Regions from separate parts of the Mus musculus genome. Here region 1 is linked to region 2. A link is a contact called in public HiChIP or PLAC-seq data. All regions are on one chromosome and are shown on one strand. The core of a region is the stretch at or near the end of the contact, and the rest is flanking DNA. Distances in the headings are between cores, read along the strand shown. Region 1 has its middle 15 kb from the start of BC005537. Region 2 overlaps Cmah (cytidine monophospho-N-acetylneuraminic acid hydroxylase).

Evidence for each region. HiChIP or PLAC-seq counts read pairs in DNA pulled down with a chosen protein or histone mark.
Region 1: a contact with region 2 is called in an H3K27ac HiChIP or PLAC-seq map of regulatory T cells, with 4 times the contacts expected there. The contact joins two enhancer-like sites. A contact is called at or near these places in 2 of 484 Hi-C or Micro-C datasets (erythroblasts and regulatory T cells), 5 of 115 datasets of contacts at active chromatin or transcription factors (T-cell acute lymphoblastic leukemia, bone marrow-derived macrophages, effector CD8 T cells and 2 more) and 3 of 9 other capture datasets (adipose tissue, liver and pancreatic islet).

Annotation. Positions count from the first base shown.
Region 1 is chr13:24,783,850-24,790,276 of GRCm38.p6, forward strand. No RefSeq gene overlaps it. Among named protein-coding and RNA genes, the nearest start is that of BC005537, 15 kb to the right of the region's middle. Within about 2 kb of position 2,477, at least 121 of the 459 cell types and tissues checked have an H3K27ac peak or open chromatin away from gene starts, as enhancers often do. A contact at or near this core is called in regulatory T cells, where this site is marked.
Region 2 is chr13:24,400,379-24,406,781 of GRCm38.p6, forward strand. The region is part of intron 2 of Cmah (cytidine monophospho-N-acetylneuraminic acid hydroxylase); the gene reads left to right. Among named protein-coding and RNA genes, the nearest start is that of Gm11342, 28 kb to the left of the region's middle. Within about 2 kb of position 1,738, at least 36 of the 459 cell types and tissues checked have an H3K27ac peak or open chromatin away from gene starts, as enhancers often do. A contact at or near this core is called in regulatory T cells, where this site is marked.

The DNA.
Region 1 (6,427 bases), core at 1,227-3,726, 380 kb after region 2:
GTCCTGGAACTCACTCTGTAGGCCAGGCTGGCCTCAAACTCAGAGATCTGCCTGCCTCTGCCTCCCAAGTGCTGGGATTAAAGGCGTGCACCATCACGCCCGGCTAATCCCAGTTTTTAGATCTCTGTCATTGGTAGATTATAATAGAGTGTGTTGATATATTTAGGAAGAAGTGTCACAATATTTTTCCAGAAGAAAAGGAGAAAAGAAATTCCCACTGATTTCCTCTAAGCTGTTATACCAAACCCCAAGCTGTAAAATCAAACCCACAGAATTCTTCAAATATCATGGTTGGATTCAATTTCAAAAATATCCATCCTCAGGAAATAGAGAGTGCTGAACAGGTAGGAGCTCACACTGCCCTCCAAAGGGTCTCAGTTCCCAGGTAGGAGCACACACTGCCCTTCAAAGGGTCTCAGTTCCCAGGTAGGAGCACATACTGCCCTTCAAAGGGTCTCAGTTCCTTCAGGGAATAGAGAGAGCTCTGAACAGGTAGGAGCTCACACAGCCCTTCAAAGGGTCTCAATTCCTTGCACCCACCTCAGGGGATACACGACCACCTGTACAACTCTACTTTAGGAGATCTGATGCCCTCTTCTGGATTCAGCGTTTACCTGCACTCACACATGCACAGACATGAACACATATAGACGTGGGCTTTTTTCTAGCCTTTCTTTTCTGTTGTCTTGAGACTGGCCTCATTAGGTATACCTAACTGACTTGCTATGTAGAGCAGACTGGCCTGAAACTAACATATAACTGCCTACATTACATCCTGAGCACTGGGATTAAAGGCGTGCACTACCTTGTCTGTAAAAAATCAATATATAGATAAATAAAATCTTTACAAACTTATTCACAATAATTTAGTGACCTCTCTCTATCACAATAATCCCCCCTTCTCACTAGGTAACAATGCTGTCTAAATTAAAAGCAGATCTTTGAAAGACTCTGTCTAAATTAAAAGCAGGATTTGAGAGACTCATCCATTTAACCTTCTGCATTGAGTTTATCTCATCTGTTGACCAAACTTAACTTTAGTTCATAGCTAGACAGTATTCTTTCAAACTATTGTTTGAGGCAGTGCCTCACAAGTTCAGGCTGGCCTTGAGTTCCTTCTGCGGCCCATGTTGGCTTTCACCTCTGCATCCTCCTGCTCCTGCCTCCCAGGTGTCAGGAATTCAGACACGCATCACCACAACCAGCTTGTCCCTTAGAAGTTCAATAACAAAGATGACTGGATTTTAGTCTGTCTCCCTAAACATGGACTGTATTAAAGCAAACAGAATGAGCAGATTGGATGGGGTAGACAGTAGGCTTCTCGTCTACCTCCACACAGAATAAGGCTCCTGTAGTAATTTTTTTTTCTTTGCTTGAGAAGATAACACTTCTCAAGTATCAATTCAAATATTTAATGTGAAGTGTCTCATTTTTCTCCTTATTCATAAAGCAAACAAATTCTTAGTAAAACCCTCATGCCAGGTGTTGGGACTATGAGTTTTGAAGATGGTTCTGCTGGCCTCCATGGGCACACTAAGGACCACGCCCATGGTTCTGCTGGCCTCCATGGGCACACTAAGGACCACACCCTGAGGAAATGGAAGGTTTACTTTGACTCCTGTTACCCCGGCTGTGATGGCCAACTTTAACTGTCTACTTTACACAACTCAGAATCGCTTGGGAAGAGGGTTCCCAGGAGGAATTGTGAAGATCAGGATGGCCTGTGGGCATGTCTGTGAGTGATTGTCTCGATTGCTTGCTTTTAACTGCTGTAAGACTGGACCCAAAAGTGGGTGTCACATCCCTGCTTTTGGGTGCCGGGTTGTATAAGAACAAATAAATGAACAGGAAGCATGCATTTATTTCCCTCTGCTCTTGACTGTGGATGTCATGGGACTAGCTGCCTCAAGTTTCCGCCTTCACATCTCTGCTACAATTGGGGTGTAACCTGAAATTGGGAGCTAAATAAACTCTTCTTCCCCTAAGTCGATTTTTTTTGGGGGGGGGTCTGGGTTTTTAACACAGCAACAGAAATGCAATGGAGACAGTGGTGGTTCTACTTTTTGACTAAACTAGAGAGCCAACCTCGAGACTTAGAAAGAAAGGCCTCATGGGAAGAGGAGAAGTGAGGGGTCGCCAGAAGATGTGAGAAATGAAAGAAAATAGGAAGAGGATGTGGGAGTTACTTCTCTCACTGCTGTGGCAAAACACCTGACGAAGGGGACTTAGGGAGGTGGGGAGGGCAGAGGAGAGCACGTGGGGAGGGCAGAGGAGAGCACAGTCTGCATGTGGCGACAGCCTGTGAGGAAAGCGGGTGCATTTCATCCACAGACGACAGATGAATGCTGCTTCCGAGCTCACTTGTTCCTTTGTCCTGTTTCATTCAGTCTAGGACTCCCGCCAAGGAAGGTGTCACCCAGGGTAAGTGGTGTCCTCTCAGCCAACCGCTCAGCGAGCACCTTCCCCCACCCACCCTAGGATGAGTCACTGAGGTGAATCTAAATCCGGTGAAGTCGACCATGAAAATGAACTGTCACAAGGCACAGCAGAGAATTCAGGAGGAGGAGGAGCCTACACAGGCCTAGGATCAAGAAAACTCTTCTAGATGCAGTGAGCCATCAACAAATCATTGATGTGTGATGGAGCTGGGCAGGCAAGGGGCAGGAAAGGGTAAACAGATTGCAAGAGGCAGAGGAGGAGGCAAGATAGCATCTTAATGCCCGGTATCCCCAGTGCCCCACACAACAAGCATGAAATAGACCGATTTAGATATTACACAGAATAAGGCTAGTTTGTGCCTTAGTCTGATAGGTGGTATCACCCAATGCAAGCTTGAACAAATCCCTCTACATTTGGAGTCTTGCTGTCCTTGCTGCAAAGATGGATAATTTAGGGAGATTTGACAGAAGACCCAGGACCTACTTGTGAAGATCATTGACAGGAAGGGCTGTAAAACAATCAAACCAGGACAGCAGGACAGCAGGACAGCAGGACAGCAGGACAGCACTGGCATCTTGAAAGGAAGCATGTTTTGTTTTGTTTTCTGAGACAGGGTCTCACTATGTAGTTCTGGCTGTCCTGGATCTTACTGTGTATACCAGGCTAGCCTTGAACTCTCAGAGATCTGCCTGCCTCTGCCTACAGAGTGCTAGAATCAAAGGTGTGTGCCACTATGCTGAGCTGAAAGCAAGCATCTTAGGATCTAAGTGTTGGTTAATGATAAAAAATTAAGCAATATGGCATGACCTGTTGGTGCAGGCTTTTAATTCATCGACCTGGGAGGCTCAGGCAGGAGGACTGAAAGTTCACTGCACACCTGGGCTAAAGCATGAGTTCAAGGCCAACCTGGGCAACTTAGTGAGACTGTCTACAAAACTAAAATGAGAGCCAGGGATATAACTTAGTGGGAAAATGTTCACCTAGCATGCACAAAGCCCTGCTTCCAATCCCCTGCAAAAATAAAAGAAGTACATATAAATATATCTATTCCTTTATCAATAAGAACCTGCTGTCAGATCGACTAAGGGAGATTTAGTGGTCTGATAGGTCTCACGCAGTAGGTCAGGAAAGGAGTAGCATGCGCTTCTGTGGAGTCAGAAAACTAACTCTGTGGGTTCAGTCCCAGCACTGAAAAATAAAGTCTGGCAAACCAAGAGGGAAAAGGTGTGAGTGTTTAAATGGTGCTAGAAAAGAGCCCGTAGATGGGAAAGGTTGAGGGACCAGGGAAAGACAGCCTACGAGGAAAGCATGGGCTGCACATGGGAAGCCAGAAGAAGGTTTCCCGGGCATGCAGAAGATGTGTTCCTAGGCGTGTATCATCTACACTACACAGGGTGGATTATTTTTAGCAGGAATACGCACACACACCATATGACAAAATTATTTTCAGAAATAAGTGTGAAATGAAGTATGGAATAAAATCCTAGGCAAGTAAATGCAGAAAGAAAAAAATGTTCTGTTCTTGGGAGTTCCCTAATCCTCACCAGGTGATGTCCTGCTATGCCACACACACACACACACACACACACACACACACACACACACACACACACACACACGGAGGTTGCCAGGAAGAAAGAAACAAACAAACAAAACCAAGCTGCATCCCCCTGACCTTGGGCTCAAAGGTCAAGTATATCAGGAAAGCTAGGGTCTGTCTAGAAAGGAAAAGTATTCTTTTACTTCAAGACAGAATCCTGGGGCTGGTGAGATGGCTCAGCAGTTAAGAGATCTGACTGCTCTTCCAAAGGTCCTGAGTTCAAATCCCAGCAACCACGCGGTGGCTCACAACCATGCGTAATGAAATCTGACACCCACTTCTGGCATGTCTGAAGACAGTTACAGTGTACTTACATATAATAATTAAAAAAAAAAAAAAAAGAGGGGCTGACAAGATGGCTCAGTGGTTAAGAGTGCCGACTGCTCTTCCGAAGGTCCAGAGTTCAAATCCCAGCAACCATATGGTGGCTCGCAACCACCCGTAACAAAATCTGATGCCCTCTTCTGGAGTGTCTGAAGACAGCTACAGTGTACTTACATATAATAAATAAATAAATCTTAAAAACAACAAAAAAAGAGTGTTTAAAAAAAAAAAAAGACTTGACTCTTTTTACTATGTAGTCCAGACTGGCTACAAATTCATAATCCTCCTGCTCCCATCTCCTGATTATTGGAATTCCAGGCATGGACCACCACATTAAACAGGGATTTTGTATTAGGATCATCTTCTCCACAAAGCTATCCACTTAACCCATCTAAGAAAGTTGCCACCAGCAAGAAGACTCATGAGGGACCCAGCTCCTCAACTTCTCAACCGCCAGATCGGTGGGAATATAACTTGCTTCTCTTTATAAACTGTGCAGTCTTGAGTTTTTTCTCATAGCAACATTAAACAGACTGAGACTCTTTGTTTTTCAGCCGGAGGTCCACCCATCTGCTTATTGAACCTATGGCATGGCTATCAAGCTGGGATATGACAAAGTTCATAAAACTATGAGTCACAGCCCTAAAGTGGGGATCATGTTGCTGAAGTCGGGGGTGTCACAAAAGCTGGTGATAGAAAAAGATTTCTGAATGCATAGTGACCAAAAACTAATTCAAAAATCAGACATTATGAATCTGGGCATTTGACTGTGTATGTCCCTGCACCCTCAGTCTTGCATCCATTTTTTTTTTCTGTTGTGATGAAACACCATGGCCAAAGAGACTTACGGAAGGCGTTTACTTTAGCTTACTATTCCAGAGGACTAGTCCATCATGGAGTGTAGGCATGGCAGCACACGGCTGGCATGGCAGCAGGGAGCAGTAAGCTGAGCTGTCCCATCTAAACTTCATGCCCAGGAAGAAAAGAGAAAGCACTACAGACAGGACGAAGTTATAACCCACCCCAGGGACATACTTCCTCCAGTAGAGCATCTCCTCTAAAGGTTCCATGACCTCCCCATCCCCCAACAGAACCAACTAGAGACCAAGTGTTCAAAACCTGAGCCTATGGGAGTCTTTCTCATGTAAACCACCACAGTTCTAAACATTCAAGTGTGTTTTGCCCTGTGTGCGCTATCGATCATGTTACATGACACCTTAATCCTGCCTTAAACACCTCAACTCAGATATAAGACTATTGTCTGTTGTTATACCAGGTTTTCCTTCTTTCGTTTATACGAAGTTTGTGCTCAGATTGAAAACATAATAGCTTCATTGTGGAAAATGCTTTTAATATTGTCCTACCACTGTTCCCCAGCATGTATCAAATTAGCACGCCTTTGGATTGTACTGTGATGGAGTGTCTGGCTGCAGGTGGAAAGCATTTAAGAAGCCTTGCACATACAAAGATGCACATTTCAGAGCGTTATCTAAAAACCAAACCAATAAAACAGCAAGAAGATAGGCTGTAGCTCATTGTTAAAGCTACATACATACATTGCATACATGAGGTCCTACGGCCAATCCTCAGTTTTTAAAGAAAGGTGAAAATAAATGAATAATGAAGGTGAAACTATATTTTAAGATGCTGAGGCAAGAAGATTTCTAGAATTCAAGGCCAGCCTGCACTATATACCAAACTGTAAGGCCTCTTAGAGTTACACAGCAAGCCCCCAAAGCCCTCATGTGGAACAGCAGATTCTTTGCCACAATTTAAGCAGCTGGCACTAGACAGAGTACATCTTTGAGACAATTACCCTGGTTTCTTTTCCTAATGCTCTGATAAATGTGCCTGAAGGGAAAACAGTTGATTTGGGGCTCACAATTCAAGGTACAGGCCATCATAGCAGGAAGCCAAGACAGCAGGGGCCTGGACAGCTGCTCACATTGCTTCTGACAGTGAGAAACATCGATGGATCTTTACACATCCATTAATAAAACCAAGACAGTCCCCCACAGGCAAGCCCAGGCCCATCTCCCAGGTGACTGTAGGTTTTATCAAGTT
Region 2 (6,403 bases), core at 488-2,987:
AAAAAAGCAATAATGCAAGGAAGGTTGAGTTCAGAAAAACATGGCCAGAAAAAAACATGATCAGAAAAATATGTAAGTAAATGCCAGAAAGCACATACTAAATATTAACAGAGCAGCCCGTTCCCAGAACTGCCTCAGGACAGACTGATGTAAACACAATTGCCTGGTGTGTATCTTCCCAGGTATAATCTGGGAAAGCAAGGCAGAAGGCCATATCCGGATTCAGAGTACACTGACCAGATTGGGTTCTATAGCTATGTTCTCATATTTAACAAGAATGAACCTCTCTTATACAGTAAATGTAAATGCTTGTCACAGGAGGCACAAAATCATGTTCAAGGACAATCCAGGGGACAAAATGCACCTGAGGTAAAAGGCCATCTCCCTTTTTTCCTGGAGCTTTTCTCACAGTCCCCCAAGGCATTGTTTATCATGGGTCCCTTCGATGTTTGATCTGACAGTAGGCAGGGTGCGGGGTTGGGAATATGTACACTACACATAGTGTATAGGTGCCCAAAGAGGCCAGAAAAAGGGGTACAATCACCTGGAGTTACAGCCATTGTGAGCTACCAGAGGTGAGAGCTGGGAACAAAACTCAGGTCATCTGGAAGAGCAGGAGTCACATCTAACTGTCACATCTAACTGTTGAAAGGTCTCTCTAGTTGGCAACTAAAAAAAATCTTTACTTTTCTTTCAGCAACAAACTTAAATTATCATATTTCCAAAACTATGCTCACATAGCTAAGAATGGTAGCTTTGATCCCAAACAGGTAAATCTCTAAGGAACAGTCAGTGATACCTAGAGAGACCCTGTCTCAATAAAACCAGAAATAAAAATTTATATATAAAATATAAAATAGAAATAAATTGGAAAATTGTATAAACACACATATATTTAAATCATGTGAATTAAAGGGCATTTGTGCTAAATTTACACTTTAGTGGGTGCTGATTTATCTATAAGCTAATTTGGAACTATACAAACAATATGCAATCATAAGCACACAGGCAGATATGATATACGATACGTACCTGTACACATACATAAGAATAGTCAAAGCCCCAAGATTTCATAGCTTCACTTAGAATCATCATTTGCTAATTTTCAGAAAGTTAAACCCGTGGCGATGTGACTGCTTCCTTCAGGGACCTAGGCAATCAATCTTTAATCGCAAATGTATTCCTTCAAACATAGGTCTTTTTGCAAAAGAAAATAATAGTATGTACATCTAAAATATCAGAGCATAATGTAAATATCATTGAGAAGGCTTTAAAAGTCCAATGTGGCAAAAAAAAAAAAAAAAAAAAAACAAAACCCAAAATCTGGGGCATGTTCTAGATACTTCAGTGAGTTTCTTTTGCAGTTAGATAGTACTGGGATTAAAGGCGTGTACTGTTGCGGCCAACCAGCAGCTCGAAACGAACGGTTCAACTGAGATGGCAGCTCGGGCTGAAAGAGAGGAACTAGACGGACAGAAGAAAGAACGGAGCCAAGTCAAAAGCAACTCTGATCAAAGCTCAATTTTACTAAATCAGCACGCAGTTATGTAGGAGAGGAAGGGGGGGCCGATTCCCGCCAAATAGTCTGGGGGACCAGTAGCAGGGTGACCACGTGGATGGCTCCAAACAGCAAAGCGGCAGGTTCCAGCAGTGGGCGTGGCAGAACGATTGAGCAGGCAAGCTCCATCCAGGTGTAAACAGAGGAACCCTAAAGCTGGGGGAGGGGAGGCTACAGTGTACCACCAAGGTGTCTCATGCAATTAATTTTTGAAATGGTCGGTTAAATGTCAAAGGTCCTATTTTGGTAGCAGTGGCACAGCTAAGTGACAGAACCCCTATGATCCTGTTGCTGTCTGTGTGGGTAGCAAGAAGCGAGTGGACATTGACTGCTGCCTGACTGTCCTGGTGCTGGCCCTGCCACACTCCTGGTGGCCCTGGGCACAGAACTCTGTTACCTTGCACATCAGGTGTGCTGTCTTCTCACTGCAAAGCTCAGGGTGGCCATGAACAGATGACAACAGAAAATGTTATTGTAATAGTGGGTGGGAAGCAGCAACGTTGTACAGCAGTCACTGGAAGATGCTTACATAGTCTGCCCGAAGTTGGGACACATTGAAAAGCAAGTTGAGTTTACTGCTCAGAGAGTGTGAATGCTTCCAGTGAATGCTCCTCTGCTGGGAGAAGTAACTGTAGTTAATGAAGTGTTTGCAGAGCATCTGTTATGTCAGATGATCAAGATGATGCCATGAGGCCCTTGACTCATTGCTGAAGGGAGCACGTGTAAAATCCATTGGGGAGTTTCTATGCTACCCTCAAATATATGGGGTGAAGTAACTTGCTCCAGCATGCTTGCCTTCAAATAGTAGTGGATAGACAGGCTAAATGATCTTTATCATTCCCCTCTCTTTCTCCCCCTCCTCCTCTTCCTCCCCCCTCTCTTTCCCTCCTCCTCTCCCCCTCCCCATCCCTGTTCCTCCCCCTCCCTCCCTTCCTCCCTTCCTCCCCTCCTCTCTCTCTCTCTCTCTCTCTCTCTCTGTGTGTATGTGTGTGTGTATGTGTGTGTGTGTGTGTGTGTGTGTGTGTGTGTAACCTCCTCTCAATAGTATTGCTAGGAAAAAAAAACAGCTTCTGTAATGAGAATTCTGGTTTCTTTAAAGACTCAGTTATGCTATGTGAATATGTTTTTGTTTTAATCCCAGGTGTGGAATAAGAGGCTGTGTCACAGCAGGTGATTATGACTTTCCTCTTGCACTACCAGGGGCATGATTCTTGCCAGTTGCAGATAGTTAAATTCTGAGGACTCTGGAGAAGGTATAAACAGAAGAGCCCCAAGGGCCTGTGGTGGCTGCTGCTTCCTGCTGTTGCTTTTAATAGATTGCTGGTTTACCATTGTTGGGTTTCTGGACATTGATATTCTGACAAGGAAGATCTCTGTCTTGCCCCTAGAGACCAGATGCCTCTAATTAGCAGGAAGCAGCCTAAGGAGATCCATGCCTGACCTACCCAGTGCTGTGGGGTTGAAAGGGTTAGAGTGTAATAAGGATTGAAAGAGTGGTAGATAGAAGAATTCAATGAAATAGCAATATATACGTGTGTGTGTGTGTGTGTGTGTGTGTATGTGTGTGTGTGTGTGTGTGTGTGTTGTGCCAACAAACTTCCTAATGGGTGCAGGTAAACATTATGCACTTCTCTTTTGATCATGCCTTAGACTCAGTCTTTGGACCAGGGACTAGGCTTTGTTATTCAGAATTCAAGGTATTATCTACAGTAAAAAGTGCTTCTAAGAATTCTGTATTTTGGGATAGCAATGTTATTATAAGTCTCACATAATTTGGGGTGTTTTGTTTTGTTAGGTTTTTTGCTTTTGTTTGAGAAAGAGCCTTGAATTTATAGAAACCCATATGCCCCTACCTCCTAAGTTCTAGGATTAAAGGCTGCTCCCAACACATATAATATTGTAACTTGTCTATGTCTACCCCTGGGTTTATGTCAAAAGACTTAACAATCTTCCCATTGAAAATGTCTGGGTTGGGCTGGAGAGATGGCTCAGGGGTTAAGAGCACTGACTGCTCTGCCAGAGGTCCTGAGTTCAATTCCCAGCAACCACATGGTGGCTCACAACCATCTGTAATGGGATCTGATGCCCTCTTCTGGTGTGTCTGAAGACAGTGACAGTGTACTCATATAAATAAATCTTTTTTTAAAAAAAAGAAAATGTCTGGGAGTGGAATAAATTGTATGCTATACAGTGTGATATGAAGGACTACTGCCTTAAGCTCACAATATGTTGCACTGGCTGCTGCTCTTTTATGCAAAGCAAGAGGCTTGCAGAACAAGAAGAAACAAAATATACATCTTCTCCATTAAAAAAAAAAATCATGAAAGTTACAGGTTAAGTATAGCTCTCCTGCCTAATCAGAGTAGCTTCTTTTTAGTAGCAGATGGAGACTATTATGGAGATCTGCAAGTTGGTCAAAAGGCAAAGAATAAATGGTACTAAGATGCCCATCCCAATCTGTGCATCTACAATGCAAACCTGATAACTACGGCTTAGAGAACATCATGGAAGGAGCAGGCAGAAAGATTGCAAGAGCCAGAGGTCCAGGACACTTGCAGCAAGATCTCCTTGACAAGATCGAGAAGTGGTATCTATGAAATCTTATCAATATGGTTGTCTAATGAAGACTTGCATAAGGACAGCACCAGGTGACATGCTAGCACAGATATGGAATTTCCCAGGGCTCCACCCCTAGGAGAAGAACTACAGGCAATAGTGGCTGCAGAGAGCAGAAGAATTTATCTCTCCAGGGATGATCTCCCTGATAGGTTTTCTAATCTGAAGTGGTCAGCCCTAAATACGTGTATATATTGGGTGTATAATCTATATCTGTCTATGTAACAATAATAAACAAGGATCATGAATTTGGGAGGGAGTAAGGAGAAGTAAGGGAGAACTTGGAGGGGGCAGAAGGAGAGGTAGAAATAATGTAAATATAGTACTCATGTATAAAATTCTTTAAAAAGCAAAACATCTAAATTTAAAAAATCATATTTTGATAACAGATTTAAGTGAGTCCTTTTGCGGGCAACCAGAACGGAGAATTTGTTCACTCTCTTAGACCTCGTCTGAAGCTTTTTCTTGATAGGTCTCTATGATTACCCTCTCCTCCCAGATACAAACTCTCTCTAACCACACCAACCTGTGAGGAGGTTTTCCAGCCCCAAGACTTTAAGGTTAAGATGCAATTTTTACACTTTTAGTTAGCCACGGCATGCCATTCTAATCTACCCAGTCCTTAGGTACTCTGTCATCAGTCTTGTTCACCAACTCTGTCCAGCACTGTCCATCAGTCTAGGGGAGATTTCTTAGTAGAAGGCTTGGAACATCTTCAAAAATCCATCTAGAAACCCAGTGGCAGGCCCCAAGAAGCATTCTCCCTTGGGATAAGTTTCTGGTACTACAGGAGCTCCTGGAGAGACTATGTTTTTATCTGGAGTTGGGTAGCAGAAGCCCAGAGTTAACAAGCAGAACATCCTATGGGAGATGTTGCATGTAGCTTTTCACTACCCCACCTAAGCTCTGGAATTGGGTCATGTCACCAGCCCCCTCCCAGCTCCCCTTGAATCTACGGATAACACACACACACACACACACACACACACACACACACACAAGCACACACATATACAGAGTTGTTTATTTTCAACAACTGAACAACTGTTGGCAATTGCTGGGTACTACTACCTCCCACCTAGAAAATCATACCTTTAATAATATCTTTATCTCTGCTCCTCTCACCTTTCCTAAACTTCAGGCCCACAGTCAGTAAGCAGATGAGACATGAATGACAGAGCTCAGCTCAGTTTCTTTTTTTATTTTATTTTATTTTATCTTATCTTATTATTTTATTTAAATTTTTTTATTACATATTTTCCTCAATTACATTTCCAATGCTATCCCAAAAGTCCCCCATCAGTTCAGTTTCTTATTGGTTTCTTTTTATTCACCCTGGGACCCAAATCATAGGGCATATTCAGGGTATCTTCCCTTCTTAGTTAAATCACATGTCCAAAGGCAAATCTGGTCGCATTGATATTGAATATCTATCCAGAAGAGCTTTAGACTTGTGATTTTACGGACTAGATATATAGACCAAATAGAAATCCCTGGGTACTAAAGGGATACTCATAAGATATGTGACCCTGAGAAGCTTGAAGGGTACATTAAAGCTAAGCATGTTGATGGCCACCAGAAGACCCTTCTGGGTTTGGAAGATGGGATAGTTTGAATATGCTTGGCCCATGGGAAGTGGCACTTAAGAAATGAGTTAGTACAAACTGAGAGGCTGCTGCCATACAATGACAGTCTGAATTGAAATCAGTTTCCTTTGCCATACTATGATGACAAGCACTGTTCCTTTTGTTGGCAAGAGAAGTAGGGACTGCTGGATGCTTGTGGATGGGAAGGCCCTGAACATAGCTAGCAAATAAGATTGGAGCTGTGAAACTGCGAGAGCTGCTCAGACATCTTGTTCATGACAGATACCAACTCAGAGTAGAAATTTGCTAATGTAGGGGAGAAATAAAAATTCAGACTGTGCAAGGAAAACCAAAACAGGAGACATTGCTGAATGTAGTTCCTTCTTACCAAAGAATACATGGCACAAACCACATGTCCAACAGTAAGTAGAAATCTCTTGCTCACTGCAGCAGTGACTTAACAGATAGAATGATCAGTCAAAACACTGGCTGTCTAAAATGGACAGAGGCATGGAAAGGACCACCTGGGTATTCTTCTGTTCCCTGGTAAACCTGGGAAGAGGGTCCAGAACAGAACGCTTATATGACAAGTGACAGATTTTCCTTCCTCTCTCTATCCTCTTTCTCTCTTCCTTCCTTCCTT